Regions from separate parts of the Mus musculus genome. Here regions 1 and 3 are each linked to region 2. A link is a contact called in public HiCAR-type data. All regions are on one chromosome and are shown on one strand. The core of a region is the stretch at or near the end of the contact, and the rest is flanking DNA. Distances in the headings are between cores, read along the strand shown.

Region 1 (4,358 bases), core at 756-3,255, 950 kb before region 2:
AAGTGATGTTGTCATTGCTATGAACTGATCATAGAAAACAGATTAATCACGCTATGCCTATATTTTATAAACTCACGAATATCAACCCCCTGGAATAGATTCCTTTCATTTTGCTTTGGATGGAGCTGTTGTAAATAATTTCAGATGTTCCTTGATCCTCTCATGGCTAAACTCGAGTTCCTACAACTGGATTGTATATCTGCCTCATGGTTCAGGCTGTGTTGATTGGGCTTAGAATTAAAGAATATCTACTGAATATATATTATTTTTATATGTTGGTTTATAGACTAGAAATGTGAATTGAAATTTGAATTCTGATAATTGGGCATTATATTTGGATTTCAGTACCAAATTTTACATTTCAATATTGATTGTACCAAATGAAACAAATTAGCAATCATTCAAACAGTTAGGGAAAATGACACCACACACACACACACACACACACACACACACATACACACACACTTCTTGACAATTTTTTTTTACCTCATTCTTAGTTGATTAATTGGATAGCCTAATTGTATGTTACATTTAAAACTCCATTAAGAAAAGAAAAGTATGCTTAAAATCATTATAATATTTCAAATAACATTATCTGGTCATTTTTAAAGTGACCAGAACTGAATAAAATCCACCCATCTCCACTGCTATCTAGAAATGAACTTGCTTCATTTTTATTAAAGTTCAAAAAGCCCTTAGATTAACTGTCACATTAATTTGGGCATTGATGAATCACTGTTTGATATGGATACTCAGATTTATATTTTTCTCTTTTTAATTTGAGAGAGGGCAAAACTCTTCATGGAATGTTTAGGGGAAAGGCCGATGGGATGTTCCCAAACAACCTATGAAAAATAGTTCCTGCTGGAGCTTGTAAGTTCTATTTGATTCACCTTTTTTTTTTAAAGGGGAGGGAAAGAAGAAAGATTTTAGAGACTAGGATGCTAGGAAACAGTTGGCTCTGTACAGAGGTCGAGGAAGGGAAGCCCTGCCAAGAGTCTCCAAGAGTCTCCTGTGGTGCTGCTGTCCGGAAGGTGCGCTGGCTCTGGGGCTGGCCCTGTGGCATTGTGGCGCTGTTCTCTCTCTGGCTGGCCGGCTCTGGCCTAGAGTGGATCAAACAAGCTGTGGGGGGAAAGTTTCCCTCATTTGCATCACTTCTAGACAGCCCTGTCTTACTCTTTGCTGACAGGAAATCACTGTCTTTGTCACCTTTTCTCAGGGCCCTCCTTTTGGCAGAGATGGGCCATGTGACCACGTTTAATCACAACAGCAGGGCTGGCTGGAGGCTCTGACAGGTTTTCCTCCGCACTTCAATAAATGGGGTGGAGGAGTCAGGAGGAAATGACTACATTAATTTTATAGTGAAAAAGATAATTAACACTTGAAGGCCTGATGCTCTAACGCTAGAACCTATGGGGTTACTATTCAAAACAAAGTAAATTTATCAAAAACTTGTGAAAACTATCTTATTATTATTTATTTTAATCTTGAATGGTGAGATCTGGGCACGTTAGAGGGAAAAGGAGCAGGCAGGAGAGAGGGAGTGATTGCATGTGAGGAAGAGAGAGGAGTGGGGGAAAAAGAAGAGGAAATCCTAGCAGGCATTAGCTCTGTTTGCAAAAGCAACTTAACTGGGCTAAAGCTCCGCCATTCCGGGGCTGGAGGCGGGAGCGTGTAAAGTGCCGCCTCGATGATATGAATAGACACGGGCAAACAAAAGCAGCAGTGTGCTCCTAGAAAACTCTGCTTAAAGGAGTTTCCCTGGCAACAGAAATGCCGTTCCAAAAGTAGACAGAACTTTCCTCAGAAAACATACTATTAATAACAACCTTCCGGAACAACTTGGAACAATTTGACGACTTGGCAATAATGCTGCCAAGCGTCGAGCAAATTAATCTCACACATAGAGTTTATATTTCTCTTGTCTGTGGTTCTGCTGGGGCCCGCCTAGACCTCTGCTTTTCAGTGGCTCAGGGGTGAAAAGTATTTCTCAGTGCTGCCATGGAAAAAGGAAACTAAAGAGACCTCAGTGTCCAACATCACTGGCCAACGGTTGTGTTCAGCCTTGGGAACCTACCAAGAGATTTTAGTTTGAGGAGATGAGTGTATTCCAGTGAGAACTGCTACAGGAAATCACACACTTTAATCGCCCTCTTGAATATCTCTTTCCAATAGAGATGCTTCCTGGAAAAAGACTTACTAAGGGTTAACAGCCTTAGTCTGCCTCTCACGTGAAGCACCTCTGAGGCCATAGACTATATAAACGTAATATATAAATGTAATGCCAAATATAGGCTGACTGTTACTTTTTAAAGAACCATTATTTCTTGTCAGCTCAGAATGGACTCATCTTGGGTCTACTTAGCCAAAGGGAATCATTTGAATTCTCCTAAAGGCTGCTTGCCAGCTGAGAGTCGAATGCTCCCCTCCTCCGACCTTTCTCGAATCCTTGGATGTAAAGGTTAAAAGTAATCAATATCTCATTGTGCTGCTTGGTTTCAGGGTAATAAGTAATAACCATCATGTTAAATCCAAATGATCCCAGATTGCACCTAAATGAGCTGACCCGTTAGAGAGGTGGCGTTAATTGCAATCAGGATAACCAGGAGAGTTTGCTAATAAAAGTTTGATTTAATTGTAAAAGGAACAAAACAAAACAAAATAAAACAAAATTTAATCTTTAACTTTTTGAAAACTTTTACTTAATTAAATAGAAATGCATTATCTGCTTCTATGTTAATCTGAGAGCTTTGGCTCCGTGCCCAGTGTTTGTAAATTTCCTTCCGATTTCTATAAAAGTCCTTACAAGAAAGGGCACTGACTTCTTTGTGTCCCAATACTAAATGAAGCATATGAATTTTATTATTTATTTATTTATTTATTTATTTATTTATTTATTTATTTTGAGACAGGGTTTCTCTGTGTAGCCTGGGCTGTCCTGGAACTCACTCTGTAGACCAGGCTGTCCTCGAACTCAGAAATTCGCCTGCCTCTGCTTCCCAAGTGCTGGGATTAAAGGAGTGTGCCACCACGCCCGGCATGAATTTTAGATAAATGGAAATATCATCTACCAATTTTTTTAGCATCATCTAGTTTTAAACTACTTATATCTTTACAGCTTATATTCATTCTATTTTGACTAATGAAAATTAGTCTAAATAATTTAGAGCTAGAAAATTATATGATGTGTGATTAAACTTTATAGACTGCTATGAGTTTGGGCTTGCTATTTTGTTAAAAATTAGTAAAGTGCCAAAGCTTAAATACGAAAATCAAGTATTCTCATTGACAAAGGAATAGTGATCTGCAAATGATAAGAATTAGGTTTAATGCTCCATGTAATTATATCAGGAAGGGATTGTCTATAACCTTAATAGAAAGTGTTGCATTAGACATATATTCCGTTCAATATAAACACTTGTCTTTATTATGATTCTATGAACTGTAAGGTAGGAACCAAATCTATGGGAGGGGCAGTATTTTAGTTATTTCAAAAGAAGTTGGAGAATTTGTTTAGAATAGGTGGTCAGCCCTGGGAACCTGTCTGAATCTCAGAGCTGTCAGTCATGAACTTGCTACCCTGGTTCCATTTGTCTAACTGTACAAGGAAGAGAGTTTGTAGGTTGTGATATGCAAGACATGTCATCTTGGAGCACTAGGAGTGCTCCTGCTCTACTACTCCATTCCCAAGTGCCCATATTCCTTCCCTCTTAGCCCGCAGTCCCATGTCTTTGGGAATGAAAAAACGAACTCTGCTAGATGCTGATATTTTGGTGTGGGATATAATATTGAATGAAATGCTGACCTTAAAAATCTAGTTTAAGTGGGGACTGTGTAGTAGTTGCTCTGTTAATAGAGTGTCTAGTGTGCATGAAGCTCCAACTAACTGGGCATAGTAATCCCAACCTTGACAGAATAGAGGCAAGAGGTCAAAAGTTCAAGGTCATCCTAGGCTACACAGTGAGATTAAGTCCATACCCTTGGGCTACATGAGGCTCTGTCTCAAAAACAAAATGTCCTTTAGTTGGGAGGGCCTTAGAAAATGAAGTGAATATTGAAAGGTCAACAGAAGCTATCAGGAAGATGGGTCAAGTGTGGATTTCTATTTTATCACACGATAAAAAGGGACTGTGTTCACAGGATTGCATGTGTGCTTGAGTATATTCATATACCATGAAACAGGAGTAAGAGCTGAGGATCTATGAGCCTGTGAGGGGCCATTCACATCCACACCATAGCAATCTTCAAAGAAAACATGGTGGGTCTGAGCTGGCCTTTCATTCATCAGAAGCCCTACATTTTCTAAGGTGTCTTTGCACTCCAGCAAAGTTCTATATTCGGTCAGATTCTAAGGG
Region 2 (4,286 bases), core at 844-3,343:
GCAAAGGCAGAATTTGCAAGTGAGCACCAATTCCAATCTCTAATTGAAAAATAAATCAGAATACAGAGATATCTGTAGTTCCTGGATTTCAGGTCTAGATTCAAGCCATGGGGGAGGGCAAATGATTTGTATCCCAGGAAGCATGTGAATGAGGAGACAGGACTTGAGGAGGCACTGTTTGGTTTGAGATCCCAGGTGGTCCTGAGTTGGAGGACCACACAGCTTCCTAATTGCTAGATTTCTAGCACCCAAGGAAAGTGTGGGTGTTGAAATATCATCAATAACAGTCAAATCTCCAGTATCCAGCCAAGATGGTGTTCTCCTTCTCAGGGGTCCTGCCTCTAACCTCTCTCTGGCATGTAGAAAGCCAACAAGGAGACACACTGAAGCCACATGGCCCCCACAACAAAAGCAAAATGAGTCCATCCTATAAGAAGAACTGGCCCTGGGTACACACTCCTCCCCCTGGAGTTTTCCTCAGAAAGTCGGGAACTAATTCCTGTATTAGTTTTCATTTACTTCTGGTTTCTTAAATGCACTGATTTAAAAGGGGGGCGGGTGGTCTGAAGAGATGGCTCAGCAGTTAAGAGCACTGGCTGCTCTTCCAGAGGACCTAGGTTCAATTCCAAGCACTCGTCTGGTAGGTCACAACTGTCTGTAACTCCATTTCCAGGGGACCCAGTTCCTCTTATGGCCTTTGCAGGCATCAGACACTGACATACGGGCAAACAAAATACTCATACACATAAAGTAAAATTAATTTAAAAAACACTTGGAGCCAGGCAGTGGCGGCGCATGCCTTTAATCCCAGCACCTGGGAGGCAGAGGCAGGCAGATTTCTGAGTTCAAGGCCAGCCTGGTCTACAAAGTGAGTTCCAGGACAGCCAGGGCTATACAGAGAAACCCTGTCTTAAAAAAAAAAACAAAAACAAAAACAAAAAAAACAAAAAAAAAAAACTTGAAAATACCTTAGAGTCATGATAGTATGCTAGAAAATGGGATACATTTTTATAATCAAAACTACCTAAGAACTATAAAATCTAGCTCATCATATGAGTAGATTTTCCCCAATGCTATAGCACATTCCAATGTCTTGCATTACAATCCAGCTCTAAGCGCAGACGTGGGCTTTCTAGAACAACAGCTCTCACAGTTCCGCTGGAGGAGGACATGTAGCTTAAACTCACCTTCACAACGGAGGCCTCCGCCTGCTTTTTAATTTACTAGATGTTGCTTTACTGCTGTAATATGTAATACATGTGTGTACTATATAATAAACATTCTGATTACCTTATATCTACATAGTAAACATTTGCCAAGGTAAAATTAATATAATTTTTAAAATATCATTTTAATAGAACAGAATGTCAGGTGACGGCGGGAACTATTTGAATTCTGTCCATGCTCAGAAGTGCCACACCCTCTTCATGGTAGCCTGCTAGACGGCAAGCCATGGTCTTGGTCCCAGGGGTCCCAAGTATCCCCATAGGCCACAGTTGGGACCTTTTGAAAAGTGACCAGAAAATTGCTTTTTAGACACTAGTGTGGAGGAACTTCCCACATGATAGGGAACTAGACAAAAAAAAAGTCTGTGTGTAGAACACTGTTTCCTGTATGCCCTTCTGCGAGATTCATCCAAGACTATAACTTCAAAGACTCTTTTGATAGAAAAAAGATGTTTTAATTCTCACATTTTATGACAGTGCTACAGGATACTTACAGTTGATTGACCGTAAGGCAGGACCTGGATACTGTCTCACAGGAAAAGAAACCCTAGCTTGCTCCTGCCATTTGCTCTCCCGCTGCCCTTCCCCCCCCACACACACATATACACTATTTCCAGCCAGGAATATGGACAGGCAAGAAATGGGTTAAAGGGAAAGATGGTGAGAACACAGCAAGCACCATCATTAGACCCCACTAGGGTCCCTCACAGACGCCTGTGACCGGAGGAAAGAATATTCCCATGGTCAGGTGCCTGCTCACCCCAAAGCTGCAATAAAGAACGCAGACCTCCCAGATCTGCAAGGCTGCATAGGGGAGCTGAAGGGCCAGGGAGAAGGAAGTCTGGCTTCCACCCCATTGGGCAAAGACTCAGCCAAAGGAAGTGCCAGGACACTGCGCTGACCCACTTCGAGCCCTTCCTCTCCATTTATCCCCAGCAGAAGAGATACAAAAGCATCACTATGGCACAAGGGAAAGTTGGAGAAGCATTCCGGAAATTGACATGCAAATAACCACTCCAAGTACTGGGCTTTGTTCTGAAAATTCCCATCCTTGGGAGATGTGAAAACACCAATCAGGGAAGGGGTAGAGCTGGGAAGGACCTGGCAGGTTTATAGCCAGAGTGTCCTCCTTTGAGAGTCTGTCTCTGTACCCCATCCCAGACTGAGCTGGCACAGGTAAAACCAAACTAAACATGTCTCCGCTGAACAACTAAAAGGACAACAGGCCTGAATGGAACTGCCCTGAGACAGTGACAGTCACAACACTTGCTTCCTGGTCTCTGAGTCATCCCTGATGCCACCAAAGCAATAAGAAGTCCAGCCAGGGCTCATAAAGAAAAGCCAAGTATTTCACAAGGACAAAAGCAACTGTCTCTAGGAAGCTAGCTTTGCATTCTGAGCAGCTGCCCCAGTCTCCTAGACAAAGGCCAAAGATACTGCCTTACCCACGCCACTGCTTCTCCATCATCGAGGCCTGGGACTAGATGCCAAACTCCCACCTGCAAGCTCTCAGATCCTACAGCACACTATACTCAGTGCTAAGTGGAGTCAACATTACTAAAGCGGGGAGAGGGGGGTGACTGCATAATGGCCCGCTGTAGGCTGTCTCTTTGGTAGATTTATTACATACATAAGACCCTGAAGAAAACCAGCAGGCAGTGGGCAATGCTCACTATGCATAAAGGAAGAAAGGCACCATGACTCGGGAGTTTGTTAAGGAGAGGTTCTGAAAGCTAAGCATGTGGTTAGAGAAACCAGTGAATTAGTTCTGGCTGTACTGGAATCCTGCTCCTCTGTATACGAGGGTCCCTACATACCATCAAGATGTCGAATTGGCCTTATTTTTACCACTGTGTTTTCCTCTCCCAGAGCCAACCCTGCTCCTTCCTCCCTGGAGGTGTTTGTGCTCAGGAAAACTGAACCAGCAGAATCCAAGCATAACAAGTCTTGCTCAGGCTTCATCAACTGTCTCTCAAGGAAGTTTACTCAAACTTTAATTGACTCCTAGAGAGTGGGCAACCCCAAAGCTAGCTGGCCTAACAGAATCATGAAGGCCTGGTGATGACCATTTTGCTGCTGTTTCCTGTGCCCATGAGTCCTCCCCTTGAGCCCTGAGCAGTACTCACATAGCCTCACAGCAACATTCAGATACAGCTGGAGGTGGTGGCCTGCTTAGCCCTTCAGTACATGTAACCTCTGCCTTTGGACATCTCAACAGCCTGATCCTCTGTGGTGGAACTATTCCACCCGATATTCAGAGTGACCTTATGTACTTCATACCTGCAATCAGATGTTAACCTTCACAGACCTTTCTAGCCATTCAGGCATTCATACACATTTCAAACATATCTGTATGTTATGTTTATCTCCATACCCCCCCCCCAGTGCAGGTGTGTGCATACACGTGTGTGCGCTCATGTACCCATTTATCCTCCTAATAGAATATAGACTCTACTATGGGGAGAATTTCTTTCCGCCCCATTCCTCCCTTCTCTTCTGTGACCTCAAACCTATGACAGGGACTTACACCCGTAGAAACTCCGTCAGGACTTGCCGAATGGATCTGTTGTGAAGTGAATTGTGAGCCTAGTCTAGACTCAAGATGGCTTTAGCCAAGCATGCTTCATCCACATATTAGGATGGCTTTGACCATTTTAGGGGCAATCCTTGTTTTCCTGAAGAATAGAACTAGAAGAGGAAGCTGTGTAGGGAGATAAATATTGGTTAGTGGGGAGAAATCGGAGAGAAGTTTTTGTTTGTTTTGTTAAGGGAAAAGAATGTAGAAATAAAGGGAAAGCAATCAACAGTACCTTTCTGTTTCTATAAATGACTTTCTATTTCTGGTTTTAAGTGCGAAAGAGATGGTTCTAAACGTATCCTGAATCATGATTAGTAATTTCATTGATTCTGTTTCTCCTGCTCATTAGAATCACTGGCTTTGGAGACCATGCCAATGTCTGGGTCTTTATAAGAGCCTGCGATTGACAGGACTTGTTTTCTTAGGCTTTAACGGATGACCTGGCACCTTACCATGAGATAGCCCTGACGCAAAACCATGTG
Region 3 (4,543 bases), core at 1,866-4,365, 580 kb before region 2:
CTACCGAGAGCAGGTCAGGTTCCCTTCTGTCGGCCTCTTCATCTCCTTTTGATACCCCTTATGGCAAAGCCTAACAGGGAGAAGCTGGCCCAGTAGGAATGTCTAAATGACTGCACCATAGGACACAGCAGAGAAAGGAGATCTGGAGATAAATAAGAGGGCTTAGTGACTGACATCATAGCTTTATGAGAATCTAGGCTCTCATAATGAAAGAACTTGAAATTATTTTTTTAAAATAGTTCCATTGTCATTTTGGATTAAAATGTGTTATCATAATTCACACAGCAAACCAACTCACTTTATAATTTATATCCCCATGAGCTATTTTTCATTATTATACTAATATTTTATTATTAATGTGCAGGTCCCTCAAAACAAAAGAGCAGGGTTAGTTTGAATTTACTTCACACAATTCTAAAAACACATCTTTGGAGGTCTATATATTGCCAGTCTTTTAATGCTCTTCAGAACATTTCTTCCGATGCCCAGGGAGATTCATTTTCTGAAGGACAAGTTGAAACTAAATGGTCATTCATGGCTTCCAGCAGAATGCTGAGGAGAGTCTGGGAGCCACTGATGGATAGTAAGCTCACTCCTGCTTGCAAGACGTGGGAGGATGAAGAACGCCACTGGTTATAGAGAGAGTACTTCTTACAAGAGCCATCAGCAGTGATTGAGTCATGCAATCATACAAATGCAATCAGCGGATGAGAACCCCCTTTCTCAGCCTTATTTACTCGATGTAGCATCATGAAGAGTATATGAAGCAGGCTCATTTTGTTTTTCTCTCTATGTGGTGTTCATATTAAAATCTACTCATTGAAAAAAAATCAAGTTGGGCACACAACGGTCTTAAGAGAAAACCAAGCAGGGTTTTAAACCAAGAAATTAAGTAACTTCTCATATAAAAGAGGGCTCATCTATGGAGTGTGCACTGGTAAAGAGTATAGGTGTATTAGGGTGAATAACAGTACTGTACTTAGAAGATGCAAAAATCGGTAATAAAATGAAAACCAGCCTGAGGAAATATCCAATAGGCTGGGGAGAGGTTGACATGAGAAGGTGCCGGAGCAGGAGATCATGACCCCTACCAACCAATGAGGGTTCTTTTCTGAGGGCGACATGCTAGAAGGAGCATTAAAAACTAGTGCTTATGGTGGCGCCACTGGCAGCAAGTGATTCCTATCAGTCAGTCTTCTTACTGTTAGGAGCATTAGGAAACAGGTTAAAGCTGGAAAGGGGATTAGGGAAAGGTAAAGGCTTTCCCTGAACCAAGGCTGTTCACTTTGGAAGCTATAGGCGGTTTGGATATTAGAAAGAGACAGTGAAACCATTAGAAACTTGGCTTTCTAGGTTGGGGGAGAGGACTTTGCCCAGGGGTAGCTATATTAAATACAGGCTACTCTCCCCAGATGTTTGTTGGTAGAGAAAGATCATGTGTATGGTTTGGTCAGCTTTTGCCCAGTGCATTTGAAGATGGATTGGTTTAAACACTGAGCAGGTGAGTACATAGGGCAGTTGTCCTACGACATCTGAGGTCAGGATGGACCAGAGCTTTTCTGTAAGATAAGGCAATGGGCATATGAAGAACTTCGGTGTTCTATAAGACATTAGAAGAACCCTGGTAAAGAAATCATGTTAAAAAAAACCAAATGCACACCACTTAAAGTCCATTCACTTGTGCTGCCTGAGCATAAAATAATAACTTAGATTTTGTTTGGCCATTTTTTCTGCAAGATAGTCTTTACTCTGTCTTTGTCTTATTACAGCATTGCAAATGATAATATGCTGTGTTCCATACTGAGTGGCTTTCATTAAGGTCTTATGCAGTGATCTAAATATATCTGGTGAGTTGTCCTAAGTCACTGTGTGAGAAACATCTCTTCATCTCCTTGATTTAAGGGTTGGAATATGATAGGTCCTCTCTGTAAAACTTGTCTTTGTTTTCTGAGACTCCAAGATCCAGTTCCTGTCCTTCCCTACCTGTTCTGGCTTAAATCTGAAGTGATCCCTTAATACACATGTGTTGATGGCTCCATTGTCAGCTGATGGTTCAGTTGAGAGGTGAATGTGTTATGAAGGTCCTGAACCTATCAGTTGGACCACTGATAAGTTCATAGATCACAGGCTTTTAAGAGGGTAGACCTAACTAAAGGAATTGGCAGTGTACCTTTGAAGGTCTATATGATGTGCCCCACCTTTCCCCTGATTTCCTCTTGCTTTGGCTCACAGTAAGGTGAACAGATTTTCTCTTCTAAATGCCACCCACTGTCCTGCTCAGCTGACAGCAAGCCCATAGCAATGGGCCATGGGTCCCGTAAACCTCTCCTGCACTCAGTTGTTGTCTGTTACTTCTCCACAGCAGGGACAGTGGCTGTGCCCCCCTCCCCCCAGAGTCTTTGTAGCACATAATTGGAGACATCGAGTAGTCATTCCCATGGGTAAAAAGTGAGCTATAAAACTGGTTGTGAGCTAGTTTTCATGGAAATTTGGAAGCAATTGTAGAAACCACTGCTGGGCTCAGTAAGAGCAGCTTCCTAGCTGGCAAACTTGAGCATTTTGCTGTGCTTTCCCCATAAGTTACCTGCTAATTGAGAAGTTAAATGAGGCACACACACATCCTGTACTCCACGAAGCTACTCTTTATTTATTTGGTATCAGGATCTTATACTTGTTACGAATCATGTATGCATAGTGATTTCCATAATTTCCCAAGAACTTTAAGATGAGCATGTGTTGTGGTGCAAATTGGAATAAAACTGAAGTAACTTCTAAAATGTATTATGTATACACACATATATGTATCATATGTTATGTCTTCAAAAGGCTGCTTTTGATTTTTTTTTCTTTTAACTAAATGACTGAGATCAGCCTTCTAGCTGCCAGGCAATGATAGCGGCTTTAACAAGCCCCAAACCGTCAGTAGCATAATGTATCACTTTCTTGTTTTCAGGAGTTTCCCACATGCCTGTTGCTAGCAGACAGGAAGTGACTGCTTCTCCCAGTCATTCATGGACACAAAGAGGTTCTGCCAGACTTTCAAAACCATCCCAGGATTGTTTCCCATCCAGCCAGCTAGAATAAAGAAGGGACAAGTTCCCGAGGGAGCTTAGAGTTGGCTCTGCCTAGAGCAGCACATAGTCCCTTCTGTCCTTGTTCTGTGGACTACAGGGTAGTGGCTTGGACACATTCTCTTGCCAAGGAAGCTAGAGTGTGTTGTCCCACTAGGCTCCCATGAACGGAATAGAGTAACACTGTAGAATGTTTTTATATCCCAAGTATTAATAAATACTGACTTAGAAAGTTTGAGTTAAGTCATGGCTTTGAAATATAAATCTACACTTATGATTATAGTCTTTGTTTATAATTAAACATCCCTCTTCATGTCAGCATTATTTCTGCATTGCACCAAAAAGGCTAGGAGAGTTTGAACAGTCAAAGAGGATCACAGTGGAAATGTATGTGAGAGCTGCAACCATGCGTTACCTAGAACACACTCAAATCCATGGACTCACACACTCAAATCCAACTGAAGTGGGCACTGCTTATTTCCAATAATTACATACTGCCAGGGCAGAGAAATTCCACAATGGTGTACTTTAGCTGTGAAGGTAGGGGCTATGCTATGTGAGTCAAAGAATTCAAAGTTGAAAGTATTTCTCTGTGGAACTCTTTTATGATTTCAGTGTATATTTTGCAAAAATAAAAATAAAAAAGAAATGAAAAGCTTGCTGAAGATTTGCTCATTTGTCAGGTATGACTTTGGAAATCCAGCTGTTGAAGGCCATAAACACCTGAGAATTAATAAATTCTATTGAAATTGTAACCTCATTTGATGAAAAATTGTGTCTTTTACTTCATGAGGTTATAATTAATATGTCCATTGGCCTTTTTAAGTACCTGAAAATAACTCCTGTCATAATGAAACATGTCACCAACAGTGACAGGGAAAAGCAGACTGGCGCGTGCCAGCAAGCTCTGCCTTGACATTTCTCTGGTCTTGTTTCACTTTTTCCTTCATTTTCATATCAACTGAGGCAGAAATAGTCCCAACAAAGTCTCCTGACAGTGCTACAGTTTAGGTGGATTGGGATGTAGCAAATGCTGTTCCCAGCGGGAACTCCAAGGTCATCTTAGTGAGGCTGGTGCTGGTGTCAGTACCAAGGTGAATCTCAGATCTGTGGAAATGGATTTCTGGTCTACTCACTCACCCACTTTCTCATAAAGAATTATGTTTAGTGACTCCTATCGAATGCTTTTTCCCCCTTCTGTTTCCCCCAATTTCAAATATGCACTTCTATATATTAGCATTACATAATATTGTAGTACCATAAGCCTACATATATGTTATTGTTAAATAAGTTCAGGTGTGGTAAGTGTTGAAGGTAGAGAGGTATACTTAAAGGGGTAAGGGGGTTTTCAAATAGCTGTTCAATGTCCCCTGACTTCATATCATTATCTCTAACCACGTGACAGCACCCATTTTTCTCTAGGAAGCAAGTGGCTATGACTCCTTCATGTGTTAACTTACAGATGACGTTAA

What was found. HiCAR-type assays count read pairs that join an accessible place to other places.
Region 1: a HiCAR-type map of astrocytes shows a contact between it and region 2, with 6 times the contacts expected there. The contact joins two enhancer-like sites. A contact is called at or near these places in 5 of 115 datasets of contacts at active chromatin or transcription factors (astrocytes, embryonic stem cells, neural progenitor cells and 1 more) and 1 of 9 other capture datasets (embryonic stem cells).
Region 3: a HiCAR-type map of astrocytes shows a contact between it and region 2, with 2.4 times the contacts expected there. The contact joins two enhancer-like sites. A contact is called at or near these places in 4 of 115 datasets of contacts at active chromatin or transcription factors (astrocytes, embryonic stem cells, neural progenitor cells and 1 more) and 1 of 9 other capture datasets (embryonic tail).

Annotation. Positions count from the first base shown.
Region 1 is chr12:53,031,811-53,036,168 of GRCm38.p6, forward strand. All of the region lies in intron 9 of Akap6 (A kinase (PRKA) anchor protein 6), which reads left to right. Among named protein-coding and RNA genes, the nearest start is that of Npas3, 210 kb to the right of the region's middle. Within about 2 kb of position 2,006, at least 157 of the 459 cell types and tissues checked have an H3K27ac peak or open chromatin away from gene starts, as enhancers often do. A contact at or near this core is called in astrocytes, neural progenitor cells and stem cell-derived neural progenitor cells, where this site is marked.
Region 2 is chr12:53,979,563-53,983,848 of GRCm38.p6, forward strand. All of the region lies in intron 6 of Npas3 (neuronal PAS domain protein 3), which reads left to right. Among named protein-coding and RNA genes, the nearest start is that of Gm35614, 150 kb to the left of the region's middle. Within about 2 kb of position 2,094, at least 38 of the 459 cell types and tissues checked have an H3K27ac peak or open chromatin away from gene starts, as enhancers often do. A contact at or near this core is called in astrocytes, neural progenitor cells and stem cell-derived neural progenitor cells, where this site is marked.
Region 3 is chr12:53,403,001-53,407,543 of GRCm38.p6, forward strand. The region is part of intron 2 of Npas3 (neuronal PAS domain protein 3); the gene reads left to right. Among named protein-coding and RNA genes, the nearest start is that of 1700030L22Rik, 88 kb to the left of the region's middle. Within about 2 kb of position 3,116, at least 23 of the 459 cell types and tissues checked have an H3K27ac peak or open chromatin away from gene starts, as enhancers often do. A contact at or near this core is called in astrocytes, neural progenitor cells and stem cell-derived neural progenitor cells, where this site is marked.